Regions from separate parts of the Mus musculus genome. Here regions 1, 2, 4, 5 and 6 are each linked to region 3. The links are chromatin contacts, called in public Hi-C, HiChIP or PLAC-seq and Micro-C maps. All regions are on one chromosome and are shown on one strand. Each heading gives the region's core, a stretch centred on a gene start, on an enhancer-like site or on the middle of the called end of the contact. The rest is flanking DNA. Distances are from core to core; before and after follow the strand shown. Region 1 holds the start of 2210416O15Rik (RIKEN cDNA 2210416O15 gene). Region 2 holds the start of Ppm1e (protein phosphatase 1E (PP2C domain containing)). Region 3 holds the start of Supt4a (SPT4A, DSIF elongation factor subunit). Region 4 holds the start of Mrps23 (mitochondrial ribosomal protein S23). Region 5 overlaps Tex14 (testis expressed gene 14). Region 6 holds the start of Tex14 (testis expressed gene 14).

Region 1 (2,700 bases), core at 143-2,642, 360 kb before region 3:
CCGCGCCTCGGCGATGCTCCCGGGGAAGGTGGGGCCACCGGGCCGGGGTGGAGCGCGGCGCCCGCGAGCTCGCGCTAGGGGCGGCGAGAGCGAATCGGGGTCTTACCGAGCACCGCACGCGCGTCCGCTCCCGCGGGGCCGCTGGGGTCGGGCGGCGGGGGAGGGGCGCGGTCCCGCGGCGGCAGCGGCAGCCCGGCTTGGTGGCGCGGCGGCGCGGCTGGGCGCCGGGAGGCGGAGAAAGCGAGGCGAGGCCGGCTTCCTAGCGGCGGGCGGCGAGAAATGCAGCTGTCCCTGCGAAGCTGCCGGCGGGGCCACAAGTGGGGCGCGCGGGGAGGAGCGGGGCTGCGCGCGCGGCGGGGCTCAGGCTGCGACACCCCCAGACCCTCTCCCCAGGACTGGAAGCAGGAATAGGGATCCCGAGGCCAATGCGGTTGCGCAGGATACGGGGCAAGGGGAGAGGGATAAGGGGCAAGGGGCCTCTGAGGACACTGGGACAGTCTCCTCTGTGCATTCCTGCACAGACCGCTCCTCTTGAGGACTTGTGATCTTCCCTTTATGGCCCGGTGTGATGCGCTTGGGCTCTGCCGACTTGGGAAGCACCTTAAGGGGTTGTTAAAGCAAGGAGACCTGAGACGTGGGAAATTTGGGAAAGAGGGGGACCTAAATGCAAGGCTGACCTGAGAGTTTGCAGACATACACGAGGAGCCACTAGTGAGGGCTGTAGAAGATGCACGAACCTCTCTGGGCTTGGGGACATCAGGAGTGTGGGAAAGTGGCAGCTCTGCGGAGTTAGAGTTCAGGAAATAAAATGTAATATTGAGGCCAGAGGAAATCGTGAAGTTGATTAGGAAAATCAAAGTTACCACCCACTAACATCTTATCTCCACCCAGCATTCGCCATTACTTCAAAGGCTTCTGAGCCTCGATAAGGGATTCCACAAACGTTTTAATAAACGGTCGATCAACTGGTTAATTTTCCAAGTGGTTTGGTTTTGTGCACTAATTTGGAGATGAGAAAAGGGAACAGAGGGAATGATGGAAGAGCCTGCCCATTTGTGTGTGGAGCCCTGCACACAGCCCTCTCCTCTTCCGAAGACTTACAATCTTTGCTGAGAAGTCTGGGCATGCTCACCCAAGAGACATCTGATGGTGAAAATCACAAACCAAGGCCCCAGAGTCTCCATCCTTTGCTTGTCAAGGGTAATTTCTTCAGCGAGGTGGAATCTGAGGATACCCTGGGAGAAACCCCACCTCTGAGAATCCCTTGTTCCCTTCGGCCCCTCTGCCCATGCCCCTTCACCCGGCTTCCGGGAACCCTCACACTATCAGGACCCCACGTGAAAAATTCTGACTCTGAAGTCCTCCGATGTGGCTGCTGACTGAGATGTCACCAAGCGCTCAGGATTTATCCTCTCGGCCAGTAAAGCCTAGATGATGGTATCGAGTTTGTCACTTTATACTGTAGTGTTAACTTCACCTGTCACTTTTCTGCTTATTGGCAGAATCTTTCTCTAATCTGTCCCAGTCACTTTGACATTTCAGGACTTGGGGTTGGGGTGGGGGCTACCAATCTGGAGATTTTCCTGTTTGTGCGTGCCTCTAGGATGCTTATGAAATGTATTTTCATTCAAGTCGTTAGCAAAGCCAGCTAGTCGCTGTGATTGTCACCCTTGAAGTAGCCTGTCTGTGAGCTTTTCAATGTCCTCCTTTGGGGTCGATTCCGGAAGCAGCTTCCCAGTCCTGCCTCCCTACACCCCCACCCCCACCTCCACCCCTGCTTCTCATACCCAGAGCAACTTCACTCTCCCCTACTGCTGCTCTGAGCACCTAGAGGCTCAGGTTAGGTTCTCTTGCAACCCAGCCCCTCTTATCTGCTGCCTGCCTCAGGTCTCCAGCATCAGGTCCCTTGGAGATCTCATGGAGGCTAACAACAAACTCAAAACCATTCCTCCCTCATCTAAACGCCACCTCTTGGCACAGAGGCTAACCAGCTCAGTCCCTGCCCTCCCTCTTCCTGGGTATTCTGTTGCTCTCCAGCTGTAGCCATCCTTCCTTCCCTTTCCCCTACTTCTTCCCACAGCTGCTGCCTGGCTCCAGCCCCTGTGCTCTGCTCTCCACAGCTGGTGAGAGACCCGTCCTGCTCTCTAGCCAAACTTCCTGCCTGCTTCAGAGAACTCCAATCCGTTCTTTCTTTCCACCGTCCCCTTTCTGCTTCAAGCCTACCAACACTTCAAGATGCCCCCTTTTAAACTAATCCTGTCCTGATCCTGCCCTGCCCGCAAGCCATCGCCCTAGTAATGTCATCTCATCCGAAGTAGACTTCCTCTAAAATGGAGACGCATATCTCTTACTTGTTCCAGCCTCATTCTAGCTTTTCTTTCCTGCGGTCTGGCCTTCTTCCCCAGTCATCCCAGGAGCTACACTCTGTGGGAGGCCCTGGCAGGAACCTGGTTGTCTAAACCCATGAACCTCCTGCTTACCCCACTTCTTGGCTCTGATACAACCCCAGGTGCTTTTAAGGCTTCTTTGAAATTTCTCCCACCCCACAGATTGCCCATCCTACAAGGTTTCCCCAACAACCCCCACGCTTCTTCAGTAGCCTTCTCTAGCACCCAATTCCTTCCTGCTCTTCCAACAAACTAGGTCCTAGGATGTGTTCACAGAGGTTAATAGTTTTCAGTGGGCACCAAACTTTAGGAC
Region 2 (2,700 bases), core at 175-2,674, 380 kb after region 3:
TGTCATTAATAACTGACTGGAAATGGTATTTCTGATCCTAAATCCAGCTGAAACCCAGAAACAATAAATGGAGAGATGGAGTGGATAATTTGTGAGTACATGTTTTTTCAAAGCAGAGGGGAAAAATCACTATGTTTGTGCTGAATTACATGCTGCCGTGGACGTGGTAGTATGCAGCAATGATGCTATCATCCATACAGCTGTACAGCACAGCATCTTCAAAGCACCCACCACCAACATCATCACCATGAAGCCTGAAAATAATAGGTTTGTTTATAGTTTGGTAAGAAAATTAGAATAATTTAAAGTCATTTCAGTTCTAGCTTGGGGGAGGGAGTAAGAAGAGACACAGGAGGTGGTGGGGAAGAACAAACAAAATATAGACAAAATACGGATTATATGGTAGGATAATATAATATAATGACATGCATTATACAGAAACTAAGCAGGGGTTTTTGGGTGATGGAAAACTTACAAGTGAAATCTACCACTTCAATCTCGGATTGAATTCTTGTTGCATCGCTTGCTTTTGACCTTGAGCAAAGTCACTGTTTTGAAGGCTTGTTTCCTCATCTGTAAAACAGAATCCTAACGGTAATAACCTTTGCCTTAAAAGGCTGTGAGGATTAGAGACGAACACGTGTAAACTGCAAAGCCCTATATAAATAAGACATTGTGTAGATACGAGGCACAGCTAGATTTTCATAGAGCAGAGTTAAGGGGAAAGATTCTAAAGGCTTTGGAGACTTTGAAAGGGGCTCTAACACCAATGCCACAGCTAGAAAGTCTTGACTTTTAAGCAAGCGAATTACTGTTTAATTTCTCACGTTCATCTTTTTGAGAAAGGAGGATACATAGAATCAAACGAAAGAACCTAGACAAAGGAAACTACCCTTTTTGGGTGCTCGTGCCTGGACCTTTACTTTTTCAACACATATCATTAGTAAAAGGTGTTTACTGCGTGCCATCGGATCAAGAGATATACTACGGCAAGGCAAGCAGATAAGGAAACTGAAGTCAGTACACTCCTGGTGGAACCAACAGAGATGTCTCAGTGCTTATCATGAAACTAGGGTCTTCACCCCACAAAGACCATTCGAAGTTGGAGTGCAGGAGTCCAGCGTCCTTACCACTCCACAGACTCGACGGGAGGGACCTTGGAATTCTTAATTAGAACCGGTTGCCATGGCGACAGTCTCTAGGCAGCGTGGGCTGAGCTCTCGGTAGGGATTGCGGGTGGGCCGCCGCTGGACCCTGTGCGCGCGCCCGCCACCAACTTTCCCTCCAGACCGGAGCGGGGTGGCGCGCTCCGCCCCCGCCCCCGGGCCGCGCACGTCCGAGCTCGGTGGCGCGCACGCCTGCGGGAGCCCTCTCCAGGCAACCCAGTGCTGATCGCCGGTGCCCGTGCGGCCGTTCCCCCTCCGTAGCGGGAGGCGAGGCTCCGAAGCAGCCCCCTCCTCCTCCTGGGCTCACCTCCCACCCCCTTCCCGGTGGACCTCGGGGCATGAGCAACGATGGCGGGCTGCATCCCTGAGGAGAAAACTTACCGGCGCTTCCTGGAGCTGTTCCTGGGCGAGTTCCGCGGACCGTGCGGTGGCGGCGAGCCAGAGCCCGAACCCGAATCCGAGCCCGAGCCCGAGCCCGAAGCCGAGCTAGTCGCGGCTGAGGCGGCCGAGGCTTCGGGGGAGGAACCGGGGGAGGACGCTGCGACGGTAGAGGCGACCGAGGAGGGGGAGCAGGACCAAGACCCCGAGCCCGAAGACGAGGCGGTGGAGGAGGAGACGGCGACGGAGGGCGAGGAGGAGGAAGAGGAGGAAGCGGCTGCCCCGGGGCACTCGGCCGTGCCGCCACCGCCGCAGCCCCAGCTGCCACCGCTGCCCCCGCTCCCACGGCCGCTGTCGGAGCGCATCACCCGAGAGGAGGTGGAGGGCGAGAGCCTGGACCTGTGCCTGCAGCAGCTCTACAAATAGTTAAGTAGCGGGGCTCGGCCGCGGGTGGGCCGCCATCCCCGGGGTGCCGGCCTGGGTTCCCGTCCCCGCTACCCATGTCCCCGCGGGGCACCCGGGCGGGGTCCCCCCCGCCTGCCCCCGGCCCCTCTTCGCTGGCCCTCTCGGCCAGCTTCTCGGCCACTTCGCACACCTTCCTCCAGAACCTTCCTGCCAAGGTCTTCCCTCCCGTCTTGGGCTCCCCATTCTTCCCTGCGCCTTTCTTCCCGGGGTTTCCTCCCACCTTCGTCTGTCTGTCCTTTCCCGGGCTGCGTTCCTTGTTGGGCGGTGGGGACGCGCGACTCCTTTACAGGCAGTAAGAGGTGCCTTTCTACATAACCGCAACAAAGCTAATACCGTCGGTGCCCAGAGGAGCCCAGACCCCTAGATTTTCCGTCAGGCGCTCACTGTTGAAATGAAAAGGCTCTATAGATGGCTTTCTTACGTGAGAGCCTAGTATCATACTTTGCAGACATTTGACAGCATATAATTGAGAGCGGTAGGGAGGAATTGGGAAGGAAGGGTAAGTAAAACCCTACCGAGCAAGCCGTTAGGTGAAAAGACGAGGTCGTAAGTCAGAAAAGTCAGCCTGGTTGGATAAAATTGCAATTAAGTGCAGTATTTTCAGTCCATTAAGTAGATGGGGTGGGAGGTGGGAGAAAAGCAGATGGCTTAGCTACCCAGATGCAAGTCTAAAATAGAAAGGTCAAGGCTT
Region 3 (2,700 bases), core at 21-2,520:
AAAACAAACCTGGGTATGCCCCATAGTTAAAACATTCCTGGGAACATCTTGACCATAAGATAAAGGGGAATGTGAGGACATAACAGGGCTATCTGAACTGAGTCAACTACTCACAGAACTCTGACACCCTGCACGTACATGTAATCTTTCTGTTAATGTTTGAATAAGCCAATAGTGTGTCGCTATGCTCAATTCCACACCCCTAAGCCCCTTACCCCATAAAACCCCCAAGCTTTCGAGCCTCGTGGCCGGCATCCGTTATCTCCTGTGTGGGATACATGTCGGTCCGGAGCTCCGTAATTAAACGTCCTCATGTAATTACAGCAAGATGGGTCCTCGTGTTTCTTTGGGTGCTCTCACACTCCTGAGACTAGAGCGGGGGTCCCCGAAAGGGGGTCTTACACTACAAAAGTTTACAGCTACTGGGCTGGACACATAGACTAGCTCTCAGAACTGCTGAGACCAGCTAGTCTTATGACCTCAAAAATCTATCCCATATTAACTTTCTGGGTGCAGAAGTAAACAAAGGCGCGTGAAAGGGGCTTACCCATCAAATGAAGAGCTGGTGCAGTCATAAACCATCTCTCTGTTGCCCTTCATTTGTAGGTATGCATCGCAATTGTCACACCCATCATATTCGAACTGGTCTATAGTCTGGAAAGAAAAAAAAAAAGCAAGTATGAGCATGAACAACGCCTTAATATTTCAACAAAGCCAACCTCTTCGTTTTCTATACAACCCAACACCCTCTCCTCTCCAAACTGTTCCTAAACTCCACCCTCATACCTTTTTGCTCGCGTCCCTAATTCAGCTTACATATTTTCTAGCCTCTTTGGGGTCAGGTACCCTCTCCTGCTACTCTCTCGGCTGCTCTGGCTCCTAGTGTCTTTCCAGTCCACCACAGCAAGTTCACCGAACGTCTGTCGGGGAGACAAACTTGTGCTCAGTTATGCCGAGAACTGCAACGCAGCCCCCAGTAGGCACAGCCACCCGGCTCGCGTTCCGTGGACGGAAACAACGGCTCCCTTAGGCTTTCGGGCTTCCCACTCCCCGAATCTCAGAGCCTTCCTTTCCTGTGTCTGGCCCCATTTCACCCTCTTTCTCCCGTTTCGCCTCCCCGATCGCTCCTACAACCAAGGCCCCAACGGACACCTTGACTAACGAGCACAGCAAACAAGCCCGCAGATGCCGCAGGTCCTTTGGTACCGTCTCCAGGGCCATCCTCACCGATACGACAACACAGGTTCCTCCAGCCGCAGGAAGTAAACAGACCATTACCCAGAATGCCAGACGCGTCGGGCACGCAGCTTCCGCTTCCGGTGCCGGCCATCGCAGGCCCCGCCCCTCCCTCCCCGTGGAGAAGATGGTTCCTCCCGCGGGAGCGCTGGGCGGGGCCGCCCGGTCACCTGGGCCGCGCGCGCGCCCGTCACCTGGTTCGCGAGAGCGAGCGGAAGACGGCGCGCGCGCTGGGAGCTGATGCGCCCGTAGGGGCGGGGCAGCTGGGGGAGGTTGGAGCATGCGCAGGAAGCGTGGAGCGGGGCGACTGGCGGGACTGCGCCTCGCGACGCGGGCCTTTTGATGGAGCCCAAAATGCTCTGGCCTGAGTGCTCTTCAGACTCCCGAGGAAAACCTAGATTGTTTTGTCTGCTTGTTTTATTTTGTTTGCTCATTTATTGAGACAATGCTAATTCCTAAGTTGGCCTCTGAGTACGGGACGGTGATCTTGAACTCCTGATCTTCCTGCCTTCACTTTCGGAGTTCTGGGATTATGGGCGCGCACCACCACGCCCGGGTATTTGACTTTTTGACACAAGCCCCTCGTCTCAGTGTCCGGAATGCTCAGAATACAAGCCCGCCGCTTCGCGCTAGGTTGTTTTAAGGCTCGAGGCAATGAGTCTTGCCTTTCTGGACGCCTGCAGAGACAAAAACCCGACGAGGCCCCACCCCTTCTTGTAACTGGGAGAGCGTGATAGGGTTTCGTTTGCGGTCCCCAGGAATGCTAGCTTGAGCCGTGCCGACGGGGAAAGGGGAGGCGTGTTGGATAGAGGGAAACGCGTATTTAATTCCTCCTAAAAGCCTCTCGATTGCGCGCCTGGCTCATAATTTACGCTTTGTAAAACTCTCGGCACATTTAGACATAATTCCATGGGAACATCTGTGGATTAGGTATCTCACTTCTCATACTCTAACCCCACCCCAGCTGCCAATGTGCTTACTGTGTAGGACACAAAATTCCTCCTTGTCTCCTTAAATGGCACCGAGATAATATCCTGAGCAAACCATACAGAAATACGAGGTCTGGTGCGGTGTGAACAGAGCAAAGGCTCTTGGAATGTAGGCAAAAGCCTGGTCATTTGTGTTTATCTGAATTGGAGCGCTGGGATATAAATAGTTGCAATCCCGCTGTTCTGTCCTTCCAGCCCTTCTCATTGAAACTGAGGGACAGCAAGACTGATTCTAGGCTTTATCCCAAACTGCATCCACATGGGGTTCAGTGACTGGGTTTTAGATACTTTCTAGCACCGGGAAATCTCTTTTCAGTTTGGAATACATTTTCACTGTGCTATCTCATGTAAGCCTTCTATCATCTCTGAAGGAGGATCATTTTATTTATGGTAAAAGGCAGGTATCCTGCTGAGGAGCTGGCTCAGGACCCACCACATATAAGTGGGATTTGATGGTCTGCTACTCTAACCATAG
Region 4 (2,700 bases), core at 14-2,513, 470 kb before region 3:
AGAACAGAGGCCAGTTAACAAACACTTTATCTGCAACTTTGTCAGTTTAGTCTCCAGATTCCACTTCTTAGAACTTCTGTTTCTGGGCTGGAGAGATGGCTCAGTGGTTAAGAGCACTGACTGCTCTTCCAGAGATCCTGAGTTCAATTCCCAGCAATCACATGGTGGCTCACAACCATCTGTAATGCGATCTGATATCCTCTTCTGGTGGTCTGGTTGGCAGACTTCTACATGAGCCTTCCTCTCTGAAGGTCTGCGGCACCCTGCTCACTATAGGGGATAGACACTTACGCTCGAATCTGATCCTCCTGGTAAAAGATGTCCTGGATGTCAGCTTTGGCTTTGCCGTATCGCAAGCGGGGCCTTCGGAAGACAGGCTCTCTCAGGGGTGGAAAGGCCTTATATATGTCATACCACAGTGGCTTCTCTTTCAACACCCCGGCCCGCATCAGATCCCTCGTCCTTAGAAAGGGAACAGAACCAAGGTCAGTCGGTTACCACAGGGTTGTAAAGTCTCTGAATCAACTTAAACGAAGGAAAGAGCAGCCTGGTAGGGGTGAGCTGAAATGGGCCTCCCGCCTAAAGGAGGCACGGCCAATACACACAGCAACCTAGCATGGCCACAGTGTTAAGTCCAGTTGGTTAGCTCTCATGTAGCCTAGGCTAGACTTAAACTAAAGAGTGTGGCCAAGGATGACCTTGAATTTAGTGCCTCCCTGCACTTCCCTAGAGCTAGGATTACAGCGTGTCCACGCAGGCTTTTTGTTTTGACAGAAGTCCACCAGTAGCCTTGCTACGAAGCCAGGTTGGCCCCGGTCTTGTGGCAATCCTCCTGCCTCGCCTCCTAAGTGCCGAGACTACGCGCGCGAGCCACGACACACAGCTTCCATCTTCTTGCACGGGTCCCACCCACCGTTCCATAGTGAAAAAGCAAGACCTGTCCAGTCAGGCCCTTCAGCTTCTTTACTGTAGAAGGTCTCCACCGAAATGGGGTGGCGAGCACAATCTGACAGGACAGAAATCCAAGGGGACAGAGACAAACCACACCGATTCCGTGCCAAGGGCATCACCTGGCTCGGACACCCGCAACCGCATCCCCTAAGGATATGCCAGGAGGGTCGTGACCCGCTAGGAACTCTGCCCTCGCCCAACTCGGAGCACGCACCGGGAGAACACGCTCCCCACCGTCTCCAGCCGGCTCCCCGCCATGGCCACTTGGGCTAGAAAGCCTCGGGCTGTTACCGGAAGCGGAAGCGGCAGCAAGCAAGCCAAGGGGGAACAAGCGGCTGGCCGAGCCGAGGATGACAGTCCCGCCTCGACGTCATCCGGACGGCGGAACCAGGCAGAAGCAAACGATGGGCTGAGCAGGAGCCCTCAGGTCCTGCGTCCGGGTGGGTGGGGGTGGGGTGGGGTGGTCAGATACGAATAATCGATTCCCGAGCCAAAAGAGCGGGAGCGCGCCAAAGCTGCGCAAGAGTAGCAAACGACCGGTCCTGGGGAAAGGTGGAGTGTGGCGCCTGCTTTCTTCTCTCTAACTTTGCAAAGCTTCCTCCTCTCTGGCAGGGTGGAGGGAATAGTGTGGAGCTCGCCGGGATGCAGCACATCCTACAGTCAGGAACAGCTAGCCAATATGACATTTGAGGACACCAGGCTCGACTAAGCCTAATCTTAGCCACTCACACTACTCAGAAACTGAGACCCAAATAGGGGCGAAGTAACTTTTCCAAGTGACACGAGCCTCCAGGCCTCCTTCCTCGGCCTTTTGCGCCTTAAGCGGGGCTCAGCAGAGCAGTCTGTTTTCAGGCTCAGTGGAAAGCTGCCTGTAAGTAGTAGTTCCTCCGCTGGAGGCGTCCCTCGCCCGCCCGCTAGCGCTGGAGTTTTAAGAAGTAAAAGCCCAGAATGAATGCATTCGGAGGAAGAAAATAAAAATCTGGGGGAACGTAGTCTGTCATTGTTCAACTGTTCAAAGTATGGGTTTGGAGGAATATCCGTTGGAGAAGCACCCCTTAGAAATTTCATCAGGGTATTTGTGCGAAGAACATCATGGTTGATCGTAGTGACAAGATTTAAAAAAAAACAACAACAACAACAAAAACAAAACATCGGGCTGGAGAAAGAGTTCATCAGTTAAGAGCACTGACTGCTCTTCCAGAGGACCCAGATTCGAGTTCTAGCACACACAGGGTGACATAACCACCTGTCACTCTAGTCCCTGGAGATTTGATGTTCTCTTCTGAACACTGCAGGTACCAGGCATGTATGTGGTGTACAGGCTTACGTTCGTGCAAAATACTGATACACATGAAATTAATTAAAATTCATCATATGATCAGGAGGTGGTGGGTCATACCTTTAATCCCAGAACTCAGGAGACAGAGGCGGACGATCTCTGAGTTTGAGGCCAGTCTGGTGATGTACAGATCAAGTTGCAGGACAGCCAGGGCTACACAGTGAGATGCTGTCTAAGAAAAATAAAAAAACAAAAAACAGAAGAGCAACAACAAATATTTCATCGAATGAAAAGTAGTAGAGGATGTTAGCACACGCCTTTGATCCCAGCACTTGAGATGCAGAGGCAGGCAGATATTGAATATCTGTAAGTTAAGGCCAGCCTGACCTACATGGTGAGTTTCAGAAGCCAAGGCTGTGTAGAGAAAGACCCTATCTCAAAATAAACTAGTGGCTGGAAAGTTAGGGTTT
Region 5 (2,700 bases), core at 69-2,568, 270 kb after region 3:
CTATGCTCTAACTTTAGGTTATTTCCCTTTCTTTTTTTTTTTTTTTTGTCAGATTGTCTTCATATTTGCTATTATATTCAAGTATGTCCTTAAACCCTGAACCTCCCTTCCACTACTTCCCAAGTGCTTTGATAAAGAGTGCAGATAAAGAGCCATCACACCCAGCTTTTCTTCTACAAGTCTCAGCCTTGAATTAAGATCTTTGGTCCATTTTAAATTAATTTTGGGGCAGGATGAGAAAGAGTTCTAATTAATTCTTCTACATATGTTTTCCCCAGTGGCAGATTTTTGAAGAGGCTGTCTTTTCTCCTATGCATTTTTTAAAAGTACCAGTAGCTCTGTGGATGTGTTAATTAATTTCCATGTCCTCTATTCTGCTGGCTTATCTGTTTGTTTGTTTGTCTGTTTGTTTGTTTTTTAAGATTTATGTATTATGGGCTGGTGAGATGGCTCAGCGGTTAAGAGCACTGACTGTTCTTCTGGAGGTCATGAGTTCAAATCGCACCAACCACATAGTGGCTCACAGCCATCTGTATTGAGATCTGATGCCTGATGCCCTCTTTTGGTGTGTCTGAAGACAACTATAGTGTACTCATATATATAAAATAAGCAAATATTTTTTTAAAGATTTATTTATTATGTCGGACAGTGGTGGTGCATGCCTTTAATCCCAGCACTTGGGAGGCAGAGACAGGTGGATTTCTGAGTTCGAGGCCAGCCTGGTCTACAGAGTGAATTCCAGGACAGCCAGGGCTACACAGAAAAACCCTGTCTCAAAAAACCAAATAAATTAATTAATTTAAAAAAGATTTATTATACATAAGTACACTGTAGCTGTCTTCAGACACTCCAGAAGAGGGTGTCAGATCTCATTATGATGTTGTGAGCCACCATGTGATTGCTGGGATTTGAACTCAGGACCTTTGGAAGAGCAGTCAGTGTTCTTAATCGCCACTGAGCCATCTCGCCACCCTCTATGTCATTTGGTTTTGTGCCAGATACATACAGTATCTCTTTGTTAGATTAAAATTATGATTTAAAATCAAGTCCCACTTTGAGCTTTCTGTTTTAGATTGTGTGTTAATCAGGGTCCTGCTAATCATCAAAACAAACAGAATGAACACTTATTATAAAAGAAGTGTATGAGATTGGCTTACATGGAATGTAGTGGTTAGAATAGATATGGACCCCATAGTGTTTGAATGTTTGGCCCATAGGGAGTGGCACTATTAGAGGGTGTGGCTTCTTCATTGGAGTAGGTGTGGCCTTGTTTGAGGAAGTAAGCCACTGTTGAAGCGGGCTATAAAACTCAAGCTTTGCCAGTGTTGACAGAGCCCTTTAGATCAGGATGTAGAGTTCTCAGCGACTTCTCTAGCACCGTGTCTACCTGCAGGCTCTCGTGTTCCCCACCATGGTAATAATGGACTAACCTCTGGACTGTAAACCAGCCCCAATTAAATGTCCTTTATAAGAGTTGCCATGGGCATGATGTTTTTTCACAGCAATGAAACACGGTGTGGGCTGGGTATCTGTATGGTTGAAAGGCTGAGAAATGGGTAGTGGCTCAGTCCACAAGACAAGACCTGGAGGATTCCTGGAAAGATGCCGGTCTTTGTTTCACTTGAAAAGCTGAAGAAGCTATGTTCTGATGTCCAAGGATGGCAAGAACGACAAACAGGAATAGGGTCGGTGCACGCACCCACATGAGCAAAGACAGCATCACTATTTTTCCCTCAAAGTGCATTATATCTAGGCCACCAGGAAAGGCCGAGCTCATTCATAAACAGGGTCTTCCCCCACCCCAATTAATCATTCCAGACCAACCAGAAGTGTCTCTCTTACTTGGTATCAGACACAATCACACAGTCAACTAAGATCAATCATCACAGGGCTTTGGCTCTCCTGACCCTCTGGACTTGAGAGTCTCATGTGTTGCAGATTGGTGGTCTTCAGCTTGGTATCTGGTTTAAGATGACCTCTACTCAGCCTCTACTCCCCAAGTGCTGAGATAACAAGTGTGGAGATATGTTTTACCAAAAGGTCATTGCTGAGCAGACAGAAAAACTACTGAATACTAAGTGTGGTGACACAAGTCTGTAAACCCCACTTGGAGGCTGCGTTGAGAGCCGACTTGTTTGATGACATAACAAGACTGCATCAGGTGCCTATTTGTAGAGTGATTCTGTACCCTGCTACTGGGCTCAAAGTGTGTATCAGATCTAAACATTTTCTCATGGTTCATTTCCGGTAGGATATCATATCATCTGCAAATAGAGATGATCTGACATCTTCCTTTACTAACTGTATCCTTTCTCTTTTTTTCTTGGCCATATTATCCTAACTAGGATTTCACCCTTATAGTCTTATAATAAGAGTAGATATAAAGATTAACAGTATTCTTAACAAGTGATGCCTCGCCGTGCGGTGGTGGCGCACGCCTTTAATCCCAGCACTTGGGAGGCAGAGGCAGGCAGATTTCTATGTTTGAGGCCAGCCTGGTCTACAAAGTGAGTTCCAAGACAGCCAGAGCTAACAGAGAAACCCAGTCTTGAAAAACCAAAAAAAAAAAAAAAAAGTGATGCCTCCGGAATTTTTCCAATTTAATATAAATTTGGCTTTGAGGTTTGTCAAGGAAACAAAACCAAAAAACCCCACGTGCAACAGTGAGTGTATAGAGGTCAAAGGACAGCTCCCAGGAGC
Region 6 (2,700 bases), core at 175-2,674, 330 kb after region 3:
AGCTGTGACATTCTCTACACTGTTCAAAATGTCGCCACCTTCCTTAGTACTTGAATGACTGATTTGGAGTATTTAAAGCTTCAATTCCTGAATAAAAGTCCAGGCTAAGAATCACTGGCAGGGAGGGGAAAGGTAGTACAGCAGGTAAAGGGCCTGGTTGCCAAGCCTGACAGCCTCAATTCCATCTGTCCCCAATACCACATGGGGGAAGCCGAGAACCAATTTCTCTCACCTCCAGTCTAGTAATGTGGCCTGTGTGTCACACACAAACACAAAAGAAATGTAATAATAAAGAGTCGTTGCTTTAGCTGAGCATTGGTGGCACTGACCTTTCTTTTGTTTTGGGGGTGGGGGGTTCCAGACGGGGTTTCTCTGTGTAGCCCTGGCTGACCTCAAACTCAGAAATCCACCTGCCTCTGCCTCCCAAGGGCTGGGATTAAAGGCGTGCACCACCACTGCCCGGCTTTTTTTGGGGGTAGGGGGTGGGGGTGGGGAGGTCGCTGGCCTTTCTAATCCCAGTACTCAGGAGGCAGAGGCAGATGAATCTCTGTGACTTCGAGGAGAGCCTGCTCTACAGAGTCAGTTTTGGGAGAGCCACGAAAGAAACCTACACAAAGAGGTTGTCTTGAAAACCCACAAGTTAAAAAAAGAAAAGAAAAGAACCCGGTGTGGTGTCGCACACCTTTGATCCCAGCACTCAAGAGGCAGAGGCAGGCAGATTTCTGAGTTCGAGGCCAGCCTGATCTACAGAGTGAGTTTCAGGACAGCCAGGGCTACATAGAGAAACCCTGTATCGAAAAACCAAAAAGAAAAGAAAAAAAGAAAGAAGAAGTTGTTGTCAATAAGTAGTGCAAAAGCAGGGAGAGTCGCGTATTCCTATATCCCATAATTTAGAAAGTTTAGATGCTGTCTTCAAAAAAAATGCTAGATTTTTTTTTTTTTTTGAAATGTGAGGTAGGTATGACACACTTTTTTTGGTTTTGTTTTGTAGCTCTGGCTGTCCTGAAACTCACTCTGTAGACCATGCTGTCCTCGAACTCAGAAATCCGCCTGCCTCTGCCTCCCGACTGCTGGGATTAAAGGCGTGCTGCCACCACTGCCCGGCACGACACACTTTTTTTTTATATCATCTTCCGTATTTCTTGGGCCTTTAAAGCCACCTTCCAAACTGCCAATCTCCCCAAAAGTTCTGATGTGGAAGCAGTCACTCCCGCTCCGTCAACATCCCCGGTCAACTCTACTAAAGAGGTCCAGCTCCTCCCTCGGGACACCAGAGGCCCAGGCTAGACCACGAGACGACAAGGACACGATAGCTTACTTTTCCAGCTACTTCTTACTCTAGGCAGGCCTGCCGACATGAATGCTCAGAAACCGCCACACTCTGAGGGAGCTCCGGAGTCCCGGGGTCACCCACCGGAAGCTGTGCGTGCGTGCGTGAGCGGGCGAGTGCGTGGACGCGCGCGTGGGCGCCAACCACTCCCTACCGCAGCCCCCCAAAGTGGGAGGCTGGCCCACAATCCCCCGCGAGGGCGGGAAAAGCAAGGGGTCGCCTGGCAAGGGTCAGGGGACACACAACAGACCTCCTACAAGGGTTTTTTGAATTTTTCACAGCAGGAAACTGCCAACTGGTCAGTTTCTGGTTGCTGCGTCTACTACAACTTCCATCCAGGAGGATGGATTCTTGAGGAACCCGTGAAAGAGGGCAGAGCATGGTGAGGAAATATGCTGTACAGGGTTCACTTGGCCTGGCTACCGTCTCCGCGTCTCCGGCCTCTTTTTTTGTTTTTGTGTTCACTGTCAGGCTATATCCGAAACGTGACTCGGACGAGTGAAACTAGAAGACAACCTTACATGAAACCAGTGTGTGGGATTTCCTCAGCAGCAGCAAGGCCTCGTGAGTCTAGGCCGCGCGAGCCCCGCCCCTTACGCCGCGCGTGTGACGTCACGCCACTGACCCTCCCCCGCGGGAGGGCGGGGTTTGGGTTTCCAGCGCTTTCGCGCCTCTTGCTCTACGTCACTGCGTGCGTAGCCGCCGAGCTCTCAAAAAAAAAAAAAAAAAAAAAAAAAATGCAGCGGGAGTTGGTGGGTTATCCGCTGTCTCCAGCGGTGCGCGGGAAGCTGGTGGCTGCGGGGTTTCAGACGGCGGAGGACGTCCTAGAGGTGAAGCCCTCCGAGCTCAGCAAAGGTAACGACTCCCAGCTGCCAGCTGATGCACCGCGGCCGCTTGGCGCCGCCTCCGTCTTCGTTCCGCCGCCTCCGCCAAGCCGATCTTTTGACACCGCTGAAATTCTCTTGAGCTTGGAACTGTGTGGAGCAACGTTTACTGATTGCTTTCTCCGTGCTCGCTGGATGCTTTGAGGAGTGCCTCACTTAATGGTTTAAGGAAGGCTCCTCTTGGACCAGGGTGTCCAATCTGTAGATGAAAGAACCGACTTCTCATCTTGAGGTTTCATGATAAACTGGGTTGGGAAACAATCACAAGCCATGTAATTCTCCTTGGTCAAAGATCCTGGGGGGCGGGGGGGGGGAATTGAAGTTGAAAAATAAAGGATTAGAGAAGGACTAGAGATATTTCAGTGAGAAAAGCAATAGAACATTCCCTTAGACCAGGAGAAAGCTCTAGAAAGACGTTCGTGATTCACAGGAATACTGCCTCCCCCCCCCCCCCGCCCTGGCCCCCGACTTTTCTCAGAGTTCTTT

Evidence for each region. A called contact is a pair of places that touch in the nucleus more often than the background predicts. HiChIP or PLAC-seq counts read pairs in DNA pulled down with a chosen protein or histone mark.
Region 1: a contact with region 3 is called in a Micro-C map of embryonic stem cells, with 2.4 times the contacts expected there. The contact joins the promoter of 2210416O15Rik here to the promoter of Supt4a in region 3.
Region 2: a Micro-C map of embryonic stem cells shows a contact between it and region 3, with 5 times the contacts expected there. The contact joins the promoter of Ppm1e here to the promoter of Supt4a in region 3. A contact is called at or near these places in 1 of 39 promoter capture datasets (pre-B cells), 2 of 484 Hi-C or Micro-C datasets (both in embryonic stem cells) and 2 of 115 datasets of contacts at active chromatin or transcription factors (double positive thymocytes and pancreatic cancer cells).
Region 4: a contact with region 3 is called in an HNF4G HiChIP or PLAC-seq map of pancreatic cancer cells. The contact joins the promoter of Mrps23 here to the promoter of Supt4a in region 3. A contact is called at or near these places in 3 of 39 promoter capture datasets (embryonic stem cells, hippocampal neurons and liver) and 2 of 115 datasets of contacts at active chromatin or transcription factors (double positive thymocytes and pancreatic cancer cells).
Region 5: a contact with region 3 is called in a Hi-C map of B cells, with 2.0 times the contacts expected there. The contact joins the enhancer-like site here to the promoter of Supt4a in region 3. A contact is called at or near these places in 6 of 484 Hi-C or Micro-C datasets (B cells, CD4 T cells, CD8 T cells and 3 more), 8 of 115 datasets of contacts at active chromatin or transcription factors (bone marrow-derived macrophages, effector CD8 T cells, embryonic stem cells and 4 more) and 1 of 9 other capture datasets (liver).
Region 6: a Micro-C map of embryonic stem cells shows a contact between it and region 3, with 4 times the contacts expected there. The contact joins the promoter of Tex14 here to the promoter of Supt4a in region 3. A contact is called at or near these places in 1 of 39 promoter capture datasets (liver), 1 of 484 Hi-C or Micro-C datasets (embryonic stem cells), 1 of 115 datasets of contacts at active chromatin or transcription factors (double positive thymocytes) and 2 of 9 other capture datasets (adipose tissue and liver).

What each region holds. Positions count from the first base shown.
Region 1 is chr11:88,096,750-88,099,449 of GRCm38.p6, reverse strand. It overlaps 2210416O15Rik (RIKEN cDNA 2210416O15 gene), which reads right to left and starts at 1,392. Exons shown (of 4, transcript NR_045499.1): 1 at 1,322-1,392; 2 at 1,133-1,235; 3 at 698-781; 4 at 1-588. Cuedc1 (CUE domain containing 1) reads right to left here and starts at 304. Exons shown (of 11, transcript NM_198013.3): 1 at 107-304.
Region 2 is chr11:87,357,718-87,360,417 of GRCm38.p6, reverse strand. It overlaps Ppm1e (protein phosphatase 1E (PP2C domain containing)), which reads left to right and starts at 1,424. Exons shown (of 7, transcript NM_177167.4): 1 at 1,424-1,969. The coding sequence starts at 1,515. It overlaps Gm33937 (a long non-coding RNA gene), which reads right to left. Exons shown (of 5, transcript XR_003949755.1): 1 at 2,525-2,700; 2 at 1,548-2,392; 3 at 476-573; 4 at 150-254.
Region 3 is chr11:87,736,121-87,738,820 of GRCm38.p6, reverse strand. Supt4a (SPT4A, DSIF elongation factor subunit) reads right to left here and starts at 1,270. Exons shown (of 5, transcript NM_009296.2): 1 at 1,153-1,270; 2 at 548-654. The coding sequence starts at 1,221.
Region 4 is chr11:88,202,951-88,205,650 of GRCm38.p6, reverse strand. It overlaps Mrps23 (mitochondrial ribosomal protein S23), which reads right to left and starts at 1,263. Exons shown (of 5, transcript NM_024174.6): 1 at 1,166-1,263; 2 at 292-462. The coding sequence starts at 1,209.
Region 5 is chr11:87,464,794-87,467,493 of GRCm38.p6, reverse strand. The region is part of intron 2 of Tex14 (testis expressed gene 14); the gene reads right to left. Among named protein-coding and RNA genes, the nearest start is that of Rnu3b4, 3.9 kb to the right of the region's middle. Within about 2 kb of position 1,318, at least 45 of the 459 cell types and tissues checked have an H3K27ac peak or open chromatin away from gene starts, as enhancers often do. A contact at or near this core is called in B cells, where this site is marked.
Region 6 is chr11:87,403,789-87,406,488 of GRCm38.p6, reverse strand. Tex14 (testis expressed gene 14) reads right to left here and starts at 1,424. Exons shown (of 31, transcript NM_031386.2): 1 at 1,319-1,424. Rad51c (RAD51 paralog C) reads left to right here and starts at 1,983. Exons shown (of 9, transcript NM_053269.4): 1 at 1,983-2,185. The coding sequence starts at 2,068.